Regions from separate parts of the Gossypium hirsutum genome. Here region 1 is linked to region 2. A link is a contact called in public Hi-C data. All regions are on one chromosome and are shown on one strand. Each heading gives the region's core, a stretch centred on a gene start, on an enhancer-like site or on the middle of the called end of the contact. The rest is flanking DNA. Distances are from core to core; before and after follow the strand shown.

What was found. Hi-C and Micro-C count contacts between places; a contact is called where the count stands out from the background.
Region 1: a Hi-C map of leaf shows a contact between it and region 2, with 3 times the contacts expected there. The contact joins the promoter of LOC107897140 here to the promoter of LOC107897138 in region 2. A contact is called at or near these places in 5 of 34 Hi-C or Micro-C datasets (callus, leaf and petal).

Annotation. Positions count from the first base shown.
Region 1 is chrA10:70,514,478-70,520,795 of Gossypium_hirsutum_v2.1, forward strand. LOC107897140 (probable auxin efflux carrier component 1c) reads left to right here and starts at 1,278. Exons shown (of 5, transcript XM_016822487.2): 1 at 1,278-2,250; 2 at 2,352-2,592; 3 at 2,819-2,904; 4 at 2,998-3,232; 5 at 3,347-3,738. The coding sequence starts at 1,524. The coding sequence ends at 3,413.
Region 2 is chrA10:70,372,661-70,378,912 of Gossypium_hirsutum_v2.1, forward strand. LOC107897138 (ER lumen protein-retaining receptor) reads left to right here and starts at 1,841. Exons shown (of 6, transcript XM_016822484.2): 1 at 1,841-2,161; 2 at 3,213-3,478; 3 at 3,657-3,772. The coding sequence starts at 2,071.

The sequences.
Region 1 (6,318 bases), core at 28-2,527, 140 kb after region 2:
TCCTTTGAATCGATCTCCATATGTTGAGAAGGGTTCTCTCCGTTGTTCTCCATTGCAAAAAGTGATAATTCGTTCTCCTAAAAATTCCGAACTAAACATAGATTATGATCAATATCATTCTTATAAATTTCCTCCAGTAGAAAATTTGTTCATCTTCTTTAACTAGAATCTACAACGCTTGAAACTCAGGATCCATACCTGATGCAAAAATGAAACAAATTGACTAAATAATACAAAAACCATGCATGATAAAAGCCATTTTACTGCATTCTACTCGATATTATAATGTAAACCTTTCAAGATAATCCCATTAATAGATTTGTGACAATTTCAACTATCAATAAACATAACCATGTGTGGCATTCTCAAATTGCTATCTATTTAATTAATGATTTATTGTATCTTTCTGTATTCTTCCAACATGTGCAATTTAGTATTAATTTTTTTTATTCTTCATGCTTGTTTTATGGTTCATACTTACGGCTCGTGGTTGCATATCTCAATAATGTCATTTACAAAGTTCGAACATATATTCTCTTTTTGGGAGTGTAATGTACCCTACCACCACACCCAATATTTGTTGGTAAATTTAGTGTTACTTTTAATCCTAGGAATTAATCCGTCCACTATTTTATTTAATAATAGAAATCTAATTGATGACATTATTAAAAGGATTTTTATTAAATTAGATTAGGCGGCATTTCTAAGATAAAAATTGTTGCTTACATACTAATATTACACTATTGAAAGATCAAATAAGTAAATACAAATGTTGAATTTGGGATTGTAAAGTTTTTGGTTTTGAGTCCACAGTTTTAAAGGTCCTATAGCAATAAACAAAGTGAAAGTCGATACTTCAGGTTTTTTTTGTTTGTTTTACATGACTTCTATATGTAATTTTATATCGGTCAGATGAATTTTTTTTAAAGTTTAAAATTGCCACAAAATCCAATTTAATTGAAATCTTTTGATGATGTTATCAATTAGATTTAAATTGTTAAAGCAAAAGAAAATAGGGACTGAATTTATGAAATTAAAATTAAAAGGATTAATTCATAAAAAATGCAGAGTATATGGGCTGGAAGCAGAATTAGACCTTAGTTAATGTTTTATGAGATGAAAATTATATTCTCGTTTTCCTTTTCTTTTCTTTTTTTTTTTGTACAAAAAATTTATCATTCATTCACCCCGGTTGCTGGTCCCAGCTGGTCGTCAAGTAAAAATAGAACTTTGTGAGTGACTTGATAAATTGAGTTTGTCTTTAGTGATATAAAACCAAAAGTCTTGCCATACACGAAAAAAAGAACTCAATCCAAGATATCTCTTGTGCTTCAACATATCCATCTGAAGATGCTTGTTAAACCAACAAATTGTGGTAAAATAAACCCTTTTTAAGTCTAAAAGTATCTCAAATAAACCTGGTTGCTGTATCAATCCAAGAAGCTATTCATTCTTCAAGAACTACAGTCTATAATACACTAGAAGGCAGCCAAGGGAAAACAAGTGTATTGAAGAGGAAAACGATGATTGGCATCAAGGATCTGTACAGTGTTCTGACTGCAGTTGTTCCTCTTTATGTCACCATGTTCTTGGCTTATGGTTCAGTAAAATGGTGGAAAGTATTCACCCCCGAACAATGTGCCGGCATCAACAGATTCGTCGCCATCTTCGCCGTTCCGCTCCTCTCCTTCGAGTTCGTTTCGAGGATAAATCCTTACAAAATGGACCTCCTTTTCCTTGCCGCTGATGGAGTCTCAAAAGTCCTGATATTGTTTGCTTTGCTTTGTTGGGCCAATTTCACAAAGAGAGGCGGCCTGGACTGGTCTATCACAGTTTTCTCACTTTCCACACTCCCAAACACTCTTGTCATGGGGATTCCCCTACTGAAATCCATGTATGGGGATGACAAGGAATACCTAATGATTCAAGTTGTGGTGCTGCAATGCATAATCTGGTATACCCTATTACTGTTTTTGTTTGAATATAGAGAAACAAGAACTGAAGTCTTGAGCAAGTTCAAGGAAAGTAGTGTTAGTTCTAAGAACTGTTGCAGTGAAGATGAAGTCATTAATGTTATTGCCACAACATCATCTAACCAGCAGCAGCAGCAGCAGCAGACGGCTCAAAATGCAAACAAGATTGCACCAGATCAATCTCAGCGATTCAGGCCTATGGTAGCAGCATCGATGGAGGGTGAGGGTAAAGAGCTCCATTTATTCATTTGGAGATGTGGATGTTGCATTTCAACTGGCAAGTCTTAACAGCTAACACTACAAATTTCGAAATTTTAATCCATATATATTTCTTCCACATTTCGCATGAATTGTTCTGATGTATGAATGATATCTTAGATGGGACAAGTACTACCTGTGAGAAGCAGTCAGTGCAAGCTGGTCAAAGAGAAGAAAGCAGTAGTACTGCAAAGGGGGTTGAGAGTGTGAAGCAAGAGAATGTCGAAAATGCTAGCATTCCCTCTTCTTTTTCTCCATCAATGCTCCTCAAAATATTGAGAAAAGTCTGGCTCAAGCTTGTGAGGAACCCTAACTCTTACTCAAGTTTGCTGGGTCTTAGCTGGGCTTTAGTCTCTTGCAGGTTCTTTTAGGCCTCACTTACTCACTTTCTAAATGCTATGTTGCTCAGACTCGGAATGAGTGTCGGGTACCCTATGTGTCCAACACGGTTATATTCAATATTTTAAATCTATAAATACGATGTATTGGATACGAACACCTCAAAGAAAACAAGGAGTCAGAGTAATATAGTGTAGATGTTCACCCTATTCCAGCCTTATTAACTGGTCAATTGCTTTTGTCTACAGATGGGACATAAAGAAGCCCCAAATAATGGAAAATTCAGTCACGATATTGTCAAGTGCAGGTCTTGGGATGGCAATGTTTAGCCTTGGTAACATCTTTTTATTTTTTCTTTTTTCTTAGGAAAACCCCATTAATCAAAAAGTTGAATAAGAATTAAGCTAAAATTTGTTAATTGTATAAGGATTATTCATGGCTTTGCAACCAAGGATCATTGCCTGTGGAAAGAAGCTGGCTTTATATGGGATGGTAGCTAGGTTTATAGCAGGACCGGCAGTAATGGCGATAGCATCCATCGCAGTTGGCCTCAAAGGCACTACCTTAAAGTTGTCTATTGTACAAGCAGCATTGCCTCAAGGAATTGTCCCTTTCGTTTTTTCTAGGGAGTATAATCTGCATCCTGATGTATTGAGCACTGCGTGAGTTACACCACAAAATATCAAATGCAGTTAATCTATATATATATATATATACCGCAAATACATACAGGACTGTAATCTAAATTGTACTAATATCTGTGTTTGTATGTGCAGGGTGATATTTGGAATGATAGTTTCTCTGCCCATAACAATAGTATATTACATTGTGTTGGGTATTTGAGGAGTCATATTTGGAAGGATGAAAACATAAACATGAGGAACTCAGCAGCATTGTTCAGAGAGATCCAGGGTTATGGTCAAAACCAGCAGCAGCAATATTCATATGTTTTTGTGCTGAGTTGATGTTTAGTTTTGCTCAGGCATGAAGCAGCACCGGGTTCTGAGTCTTTTTATTAAACTCAAATACTACCCCCCCTATTGCCTAATCCGTTTTTGAAGGGTACATTTCATGCATTCAGAGCTCATGTATCCTGTTTCTATTATGTATATGTATATGTATACGGCATGAACACATAAGAAACTTCATATCAAACATTGCCAATGAATTAAGTCTCGTAATCCATAAATCATAGTGCTTAATACATCAACTTCAATCCTCAAAAGCAACGGCGAAGCCATGAATGTTTATAAGGGCTGGATGTTTATATAAAGTAATACCTTTTTATTGGTCTAGCTTACTTGAACAAACTGCTTTCAAAATCTAAGTTAATTTTGATCACCCAAATTCACATTTTAAAAAAGTAAAATATATTAAATATTACAATTATTTAAGTTTTTCTTATCAAATTAACATTATTTTCTTACCAATTTAATATTTAAACACTACCTTATATTAATTTATCAAATTAAATTAAAAGTGTTATCAAATATCTTTTTTATCAAATTAATATTCAGATACTAGTTTATATTAATTTATCAAATTTAATATAAAAAATTATAAATTATATAAAAGAAATCAAACTAAATTTCTTTAGAAAACTGGGGGAGGGGCAAACAAAATTATCATATTTTTACACATTAATTATAATATTAAAATAAGATTTAAGAAATTTAGGGGGCTGGATCCCCTTTCAGCTCCCCTAAACCCGTCTTTGCTCATAAAAGACTGGGTCATTAGAAGACATAAAGGTTCTTCATCATGATTGTCACTACAATATTGGTCCTATCCATCCATATGTGTCATTTTAATTCTAAATTAATATCAAAGTAATTTAAATTTTATTTTGGTTAAATATTTTTGTGTATATTAGTTGTTTCAATGCACCTAAATCGATTTCAGCCAATATTTACCTACATTGATGCGTATCATTAAATTGTAATAATTTAAATCAATTTTTTCTTTAGATTAATGTATTTTATTTTATAATTAAATTAAAAAAACAAATTTTTAAACTTTTTTTAATAAATTTAAGAGATAAATATCAAAATTATACATGAACTTTAGTCTAAAGTGGAATTTGGTGCAATTATATACATGAAACTTTGATTATAATTTAAATGTATACACGAAACTTTATTTTTATTCAGTTGTATACATTAAAGAAAGAAATATATCAATTTATTCTTATATTGAATAAATATAATTATCTGTGTATACAATATGTTAACTTGAAATGATGTTTATCAATAACTATGTTACTGATTGTGAAAATTGAATCAAAACAATATTTATGTTACGTTTGGTAGAAGTATTATTTATTCACCAGATTTTAGAATACGAATAAGCAATAAACTAATTTTGATTGGTAAATTTTAGTCACTCATGACTAGTTTTGGAAAAATAGAAGGAAATATTTTTTTGTTTATTTTCAAGAGGTTTTATTTTTAATAAGAGTTTTTCCTCATCTTTCTACTTTTAAGTTTAAATTTTTATCAACTTTTTTTTTATTTTACGTCTAACTATTGTAACATTTATGTAATAAATAAGTTTTTTCCTTGTGTCATTCCATTAGAAACCAAACGAGACAGTGTATAAAATTGTACAAAATCAAAGTTCATGCATAATATTTAAATTAAACAAAAGCTCATGTATAATATTACGAATTAAACCAAAATTCATGTGCAATTTTATATTTTATTTCTAATTTTAAATTTTATATTTGCAAATAACATATTTACATGTACCTAATCAAAGTAAATTTGTATATCTAATACATATTTAATTAAAAAAAGTTGAACTATAAATATATAAAATATATTTCAAAATACCAATTAGAGGTGTTGAAACAGTCAGTTCTTAATACTCGAATTGAATTTCAATTAATCGAATTACCCGAAATGTAAAAATCTTTAATCGTTAACCAAGTCGAATTATTTTTATTAATTCGATTGGTAACTGAATTAATTGAATTTTATATGTTTTTTTTCTTTTGGTTAAAATAAGTATAGAACATATAAAAAATACATTACTAATGTTCATTTTATTCTATTTAACAGTTCAAAAAACTTTAAATAGAGGTGAAAACAACAAATAAGACATTAGAAATACTACATAAGTCTTGAAAGTTAACAATCAAACACTATATAAGTCTTGAAAACAACAAATATTTTGATTAATTGGTTAATTCAGTTAATTGTCCGATTTTAAACTGAATTAACCGATAATTAAAATTTCAAAAAAATCATTAATCGACCTTTTCTATCAAATTAAATTTAATCATAGATTAATTAATTGAATTAAATCGATTTGATTGATTAATTCGGTTTTAAAATAAAACTTGAAGACTCCTAATGCCAATAGACTTGAAAGCTAGAACCATACATAGAAATACACTAAGTATTATTATGTGCAAATATAAAAACAAACGGGGAAGCCAAAAATATAGTGACAGGGGAGATAAAATTTAAAAAATTTAAAGAAGCTAAAATTAAAAAAATTATTAAAATAAACTAAACTGAATTTTTGTATGTTAGAGGAGCTAAAATTATAGTTTTTATTTTCATGTAAGAAAAAAGTTGAAAAAGATTATATTGAATTATTAATTTAGAAGGGACTAAAGTTGGAATTGCACCATTAATAAGGGGACAAGGCGCCTGGCATACACCCTGAAGACAAAAAGGTAGGTCTACACATTATTGATAACTCTGATCTTCATTAATGGTTTCAAATGCGTTTGCGTATGTAT
Region 2 (6,252 bases), core at 591-3,090:
ATCATCGCTTTAACAAATCAATTTGGATCTCTCAATGACCTAGTCCACAAGCTCGCCTCACTCAAATACCTCACCAGTCGTGACTTATGGTAGTCCACCCTCAACAAAGTTTCTTAAGCCCGTTCCCTTAACCTCCTAACCAACCCCCACTTCCACCTTATCTATTGTACCTACTACATTCTCGTCCTCTTAAAACTACATTGTTTCACGGATTTTTCAAATGAGCTCTACACTCTTAATGACTAAAACGACCACTATACAAAACTTACCCTCAACTTTACCCAAATCAGTTTGGTTCCATGCTCCATTTCTCTCTTCAGTTCATCCATGCTCAACTTCTAATCAAGCTTGCTTGGGAATATCCAAGAAGGTTTTGATCAATTTTATTGTATGCTTAATTTTATTCGTCAGAAAAGAAAATGAATAATTTACACAAATCTGTAAAAATTTGGAAACAGAAAAAAAATTATTTTGAATATAAAAAATTCAATTTATGTTTAGATTTGATTAAGGATATTGTTTTTATATTGATTAGTTGGATCCAATTTTAGTTTCAATATTGGGTTATATTCAAATCAAGATTTGATTAAGAATGATTGATAATCAATTTTTAATGAAATTCAATTTAGGAATCATGTGAAAGAAATAAGGACTTGATTTATTTGGTGGGTAAAGATTACGTTTCTGTAGTAAAGAATATGAGAAGAGAGAAAAATAAAGGGGAAGAAGAAAAGGAAAATAAAGAACTAAAAAGAAAAAAATTAAATTGTTCAAAAAAATAAAAATATAGAGAGTAGTTTTAACAAATGAAAAATATAGAAAAATTACGTTGAAAGAAATGAAGAAGGGATAAAAAATTACGTTAAAAGAAATGAAAAATGGAGAAAAACAGAAGAAGAATGAGAAGAGAATGAAAAAAATAAAGAAAAAAATTCAAAGAACATAAAAGAAGAAATTAAATTACTCAAAATGAAAAAAAAATATAGGGACCAATTGTATAATTTAACCTAAAATTTTCGTTTGAAATGATTATTTAACGTGCCACGTCAGATTTTTGTTACACCGTTAATGACAATTAATGCTTAGTGACTAAAATGTTACAACACAATAACGTAGGTGACTAAATCGTAACATTTCAAAAATAAGTGACTAAAATGTAACCTAAGATAAATAAAAGTGACTATTTTGACAATTTACCCTAATATTTTTTATCAACAATTCCATTTCATTTTTAAGCATATGTTATGCGTAATTATAAAATAGATGTGGATAGAAGTTATAATGAAATTGTTACTAAAAAAAAAGTTCAAATTTAGCTGGAAATTGAGTTTTACTAAAACATGAAACTGTTTAAGCAGATTAGAGCATCACCCTTGAGTCTCTACAAGTAAATCCAAGTCATTTTGAGTGTGTGGAGGCCCAAAAGCTTCAAATCTAGGAACTATCCTGGAATTTCCTTACACATACAAACTGAAAATGAAACCCAGCCCATCTAGTAGATATGTTTCGTTTTCCCAAATGTTTATTTTTTGAGTTAATTGCACCGAAATCCTCAAACTCTGACCTTCTTTCAAAATTGATCTCCAAACTTTAGAACATTCTAAATACATCTTTAAACTATCTATCAATCGAGTTCTTTCATTATTAAAATTGTTAATTTTGTAAGATCTTTTGTGATATAATCTTATGTCATATGAAAAAATTTACATGTTATTTAATGGTTAAAATAACAGTTTTAATAATTAAAGGATCTGATTGATATAATATATATAATTTAGAGATGTATTAAAAAGGTTTTAAAGTTTAGTAACCAATTCAAAATTTGTTTGGTGTGATGAACTCATATTTTTCTCTCCCGTGTTCTCGGAAGCCAAAGCAATAAATTATTCCCTGAAAACAAACAAAACTTAAGAAATTAGATGTTTCTATCGCAGATCTACTAAAATTTTCGTCTCAGAAAGAACCTTACCCTGACAGAAGAAAAAAAACAAAAAACAAAAACCATTATCCTACATTCTTTTTCAATTTTTTTTGAATTTAAGAAACTTAGAGAAGAAAGAAAAGAGAAAAATGAACATATTCAGATTAGCAGGGGACATGACCCACTTATTTAGTGTTCTTGTTTTGCTCCTCAAGATTCATACCATCAAATCTTGTGCTGGTACGTCCAGTTTTCAAATATTTACTTCAATGTTCTTCTGGGTTCATTACATTTCACTGCATTTCATTTTGTATTTTTGAATAATTTACCGCTTTAAGATTACAAAAATGGAATTTCAAGGTTATATTGAATGTGGGGTTCTGTTAATTAGTTGTCTTGTTTGAGTTGTTGTACATGGCATTCGATATCCAAACTGGAATCTTGTGAAACGTGGATGTGTAGCTTAATGAAAATGCGACATTTTTTTTTTCCTGTTAGTCGGAAAGGAATTCTTGTATTTTTCTGAATGGGCTTTTAATCATTTGAATGTATATAAATTGTGTATCTGCAGTTTTAGAAGCAAGGATATATGATCATGTAGTACTTTTGTTTTAAATTAAATCAAACTTGGAAACTGTCGTGAACTGAAGACTTGAATACAAGTAATTTGTCACTCCACCATTGGAATCTTTTGCTAGTTGTTGGATTTAATGAAAATATTTAGATAGAGGTCCAAGGGGTTTGTATTAGGTAGATTTGGGAGGGTTCATGGTTTGTTAACCTGAACTTCCTAAGATGGCATCTTATTTTTGCTTGTTTTCCTTCTATCTGTAGCTAGAAATATGTCGGGATTTGAAACAGTACTAGTATTCTTCTGGCTAGGAGATTTTATGGAAATCAAAAGGCAGATTAGATCATGTAGAATTATACTGTAGGTTTGTGGTTTTTATTCTTGCTGGCCTCAGATTTCTTGACAAACTAGATAAACCATATATGATAAGGCCTAAAACTACAGCTGTAGCTGAGGTAGTTTTTGGTTTTTTCTCTTGTTATGAGGAGTTGATTTGGGGTCAATGCTACCTAACTTTAGACTTGCTTGATTGGCTTATGGGGAAGTTTTCTTTTTCTTTTCTTCTTTCCTTTTAAATGTAACTATGGGATAGGATGACAGAAGTATTCATGGGTGGCTATAGCCATTTACTCTTTGGAAGTCAAGGTTGTCACTATAAGAAGTTAGATTTTGATGGCTTTGGATCTTTTATCCTTGATGCGATTTCTTATATTTGTGCAGGCATTTCCTTGAAGACTCAGGAACTTTATGCTACTGTCTTCACTACTCGTTACCTGGATTTATTCACTACTTATATTTCTCTCTACAACACAATCATGAAGCTAATATTCCTGGGGAGTTCTATCTCAATTGTATGGTACATGCGACATCACAAGATGGTTCGTAGATCTTATGATAAGGACCAGGATACATTTCGCCATTATCTCCTTATGCTGCCTTGCCTATTGCTTGCCCTTCTTATAAATGAGAAGTTCACCTTTTTGGAGGTATTGAAATCTTTCTTCATATTACAATCAGGTTGTGTGCTAAATTTATTCTGGTCAACTTAGAAGCTATATTACAGTGTGTTTATACTAATTATTTGTTGAGGGATTATCAGGCTCTATTATTTTTCAGACTATAATTTCATCTATTGGTATTTGTCTCTAAATATTGGTTGAGCAGGTCATGTGGGCATTTTCCTTATACTTGGAAGCAGTAGCCATACTTCCTCAGCTTGTATTGTTGCAAAGGACTAGAAATATTGACAACTTGACAGGACAATATGTGTTGCTCCTTGGGTAAACTCCGCTCTATAAATCCTATACATTTTCAAGTTTGCCATGATTTTATTATATTGCCTCAAAGGACGCTTACTTCCGTGCTTTCATTTGCATATAGTGTTGCTTCATTTTGTATTAGAATATGCTTAGTTGAATGGAAAAGGGGAAGGATGAAAAGAGGTGAGTGGAAAAAAAAATAAATTTTGAGTGTGCTTGGTAAAAAGAAAAAATAAGAGAAAAGAAAATAAGGAATATGATCATTTGCCATTCCTAATGCATAAAAACAAATCATTGCAAATTGGAATGATAAGCGGAGTGGAAATGAAAACGGTGCAAGTTAAGTGTGCATTTCACAAGATTATGCATTTTTCATAGAACTTTCTTTTCTTTCCTCCTATTTTTCAACTCTCCCATGCAATGGTTGTAAAGAATTTTTTTTTTTCATTTTTCCATCTTTCATATCTTGTACACCAATGGAAAGAAAAAATAAATTTTTTATCCCCCCTCGAATTTTTCATATTTCCGATTCTCATTCCACTTTACCAAGCATCCTTAGTTTGGTGGGGGAGAAAAAAGCATGAGAAAGTCTCTAAATTGAGTTGTCATCTTATTTTCTCTTGATTGCTGCTGATTTTCTTTTTGAGGAAAAGCTGATATGATTTTATTTCAGATAGAAGATTTTGTTTCGAAACATAGTTAATTACACCTTGATATTTTGCCAGTACAACTGATGTTCTTGTGTATCATCTGTTTCATGCTTGAATGTTGCTCTTATTCTATATCCACTATTACCAGAAGTTAAGAGATTAGACAAGATCAAATTATCCATTATAAGATTTCTAGCAGTTTGGTATGCACTTTGGCGTAGGATCTAGTCACAGGTCTAGACGGGAAAGAATTCTTGCTTCGACCTATGGTTACTCAAAAGGCAGATTCGTCCTTGACTAAACCCCCTCTCAAAATAACGTTTCTTTTGATAGAATAATTGCTTACCTCTTTATTTCATATTGGCAGCCTTTTATAGACTGTTAATAACAAAGGAAAGAGTCCTAATTGACATAAAATAGAATTCCTAACTTAGAGTTTATGAAGGAAACAAAAACCTAATATAGTAAAACTAAAACTCTTAGTAAAACCTGATATAATAAATAAATAAAACTAAATACTCATATTGCAATTAAAGCGTCCATATCATTACTCCCCTTCTCAGAATTGAGCTTGTCCTCAAGCTCAAATTCAGAATAAACTTCAGAAGTTATCCAAAATCATTTATCTCATCATCATTTTGCTTGCCTTCAACATCTGGTACTTCTATCTAAAATAACCTTTTACATTTGTGTCCCATGGAATAAGACTCGTCACAATTATAACACAGCCCTTTAGCCCTTCTTTCCGCCATTTCTATCCATGTCAATCTCTTAATAAATGGTGCAGAAGAACCTATTTTGCCGTTGTTCCCTGTTGGTTCTATTGTTTGTCCCCCTCCCTTTGCAATGTTCGTAGTTGTTGGAATGATTGAATTGCTGTCAGTGTTTTGGGAAGTTGGCCAATTCAGGATGGCTTGAGATGACTGTTTGGAAGAGACATTTTGTTTACGTTCCAATGTTCGAGCCATATTCATTGCAACTCCAAGATTTCCCGGTTGTTGCATCTCAATATCAATTCTAAGTTCCTCTACCAATCCAGCAGTAAAAAAGTTTACTTGTTGTCGAGGTTTAAGATCAGTAGTCCTAGCAAGTAGTGATTGAAATTGGCGTTGATATTCTTCTACCGTCCCATTTTGTCTCAAGTTTGCAAGTTCCCCTAAGGGGTTATTACTCATAGGTGGCCCAAACCTGACATGACAACACTCTCTGAAGCATTCCCAATCTAGATTTGCCTCCTCTTCTTCGAATTGATCAAACCATAATTGTGCCTCTCCTAAAAGATGGAATGAAGCTAGGCCGACTTTGTCTTCTTCGTTGGTCCGTTGATTGCCAAAAAAATTTTCGCATCTTTTTAACCATCCTAAAGGATCTCCAATCCCATCATAAGTGGAAAATTCCATCTTAGAGTATCGTGGCACCATGGCCCCACCGTGTTGCGAATCTGAATTTCTTTTCTTGCCTCCACTGCTACCTTGTTCTTCATTATTTTTTTCTGAATCCCCTTTCGTTGTCTTTTGGACCGAAAGAGATAACATCGCCACCTGCTCCTCTAATGCTTGTTGCCTTGTAGCCATTTGTTCCATGAATGCCTCCAGCTTGGCTGTCAAAGTTTTTTTGTCACCCATGACAGTTGGCTTCGATACCAAGTTGGTATGCGCCTTGGCGTAGAATCTAGTCACAGGTTTAGACGGGAAAGAATTCTTGCTTCGACCTATGGTTACTCAAAAGGCAGATTCGTCCTTGACTGAACTCCCTCTCAAAATAACGTTTTTTTTGATAGAATAATTGCTTACCTCTTTATTTCATATTGGCAGCCTTTTATAGACTGTTAATAACAAAGGAAAGAGTCCT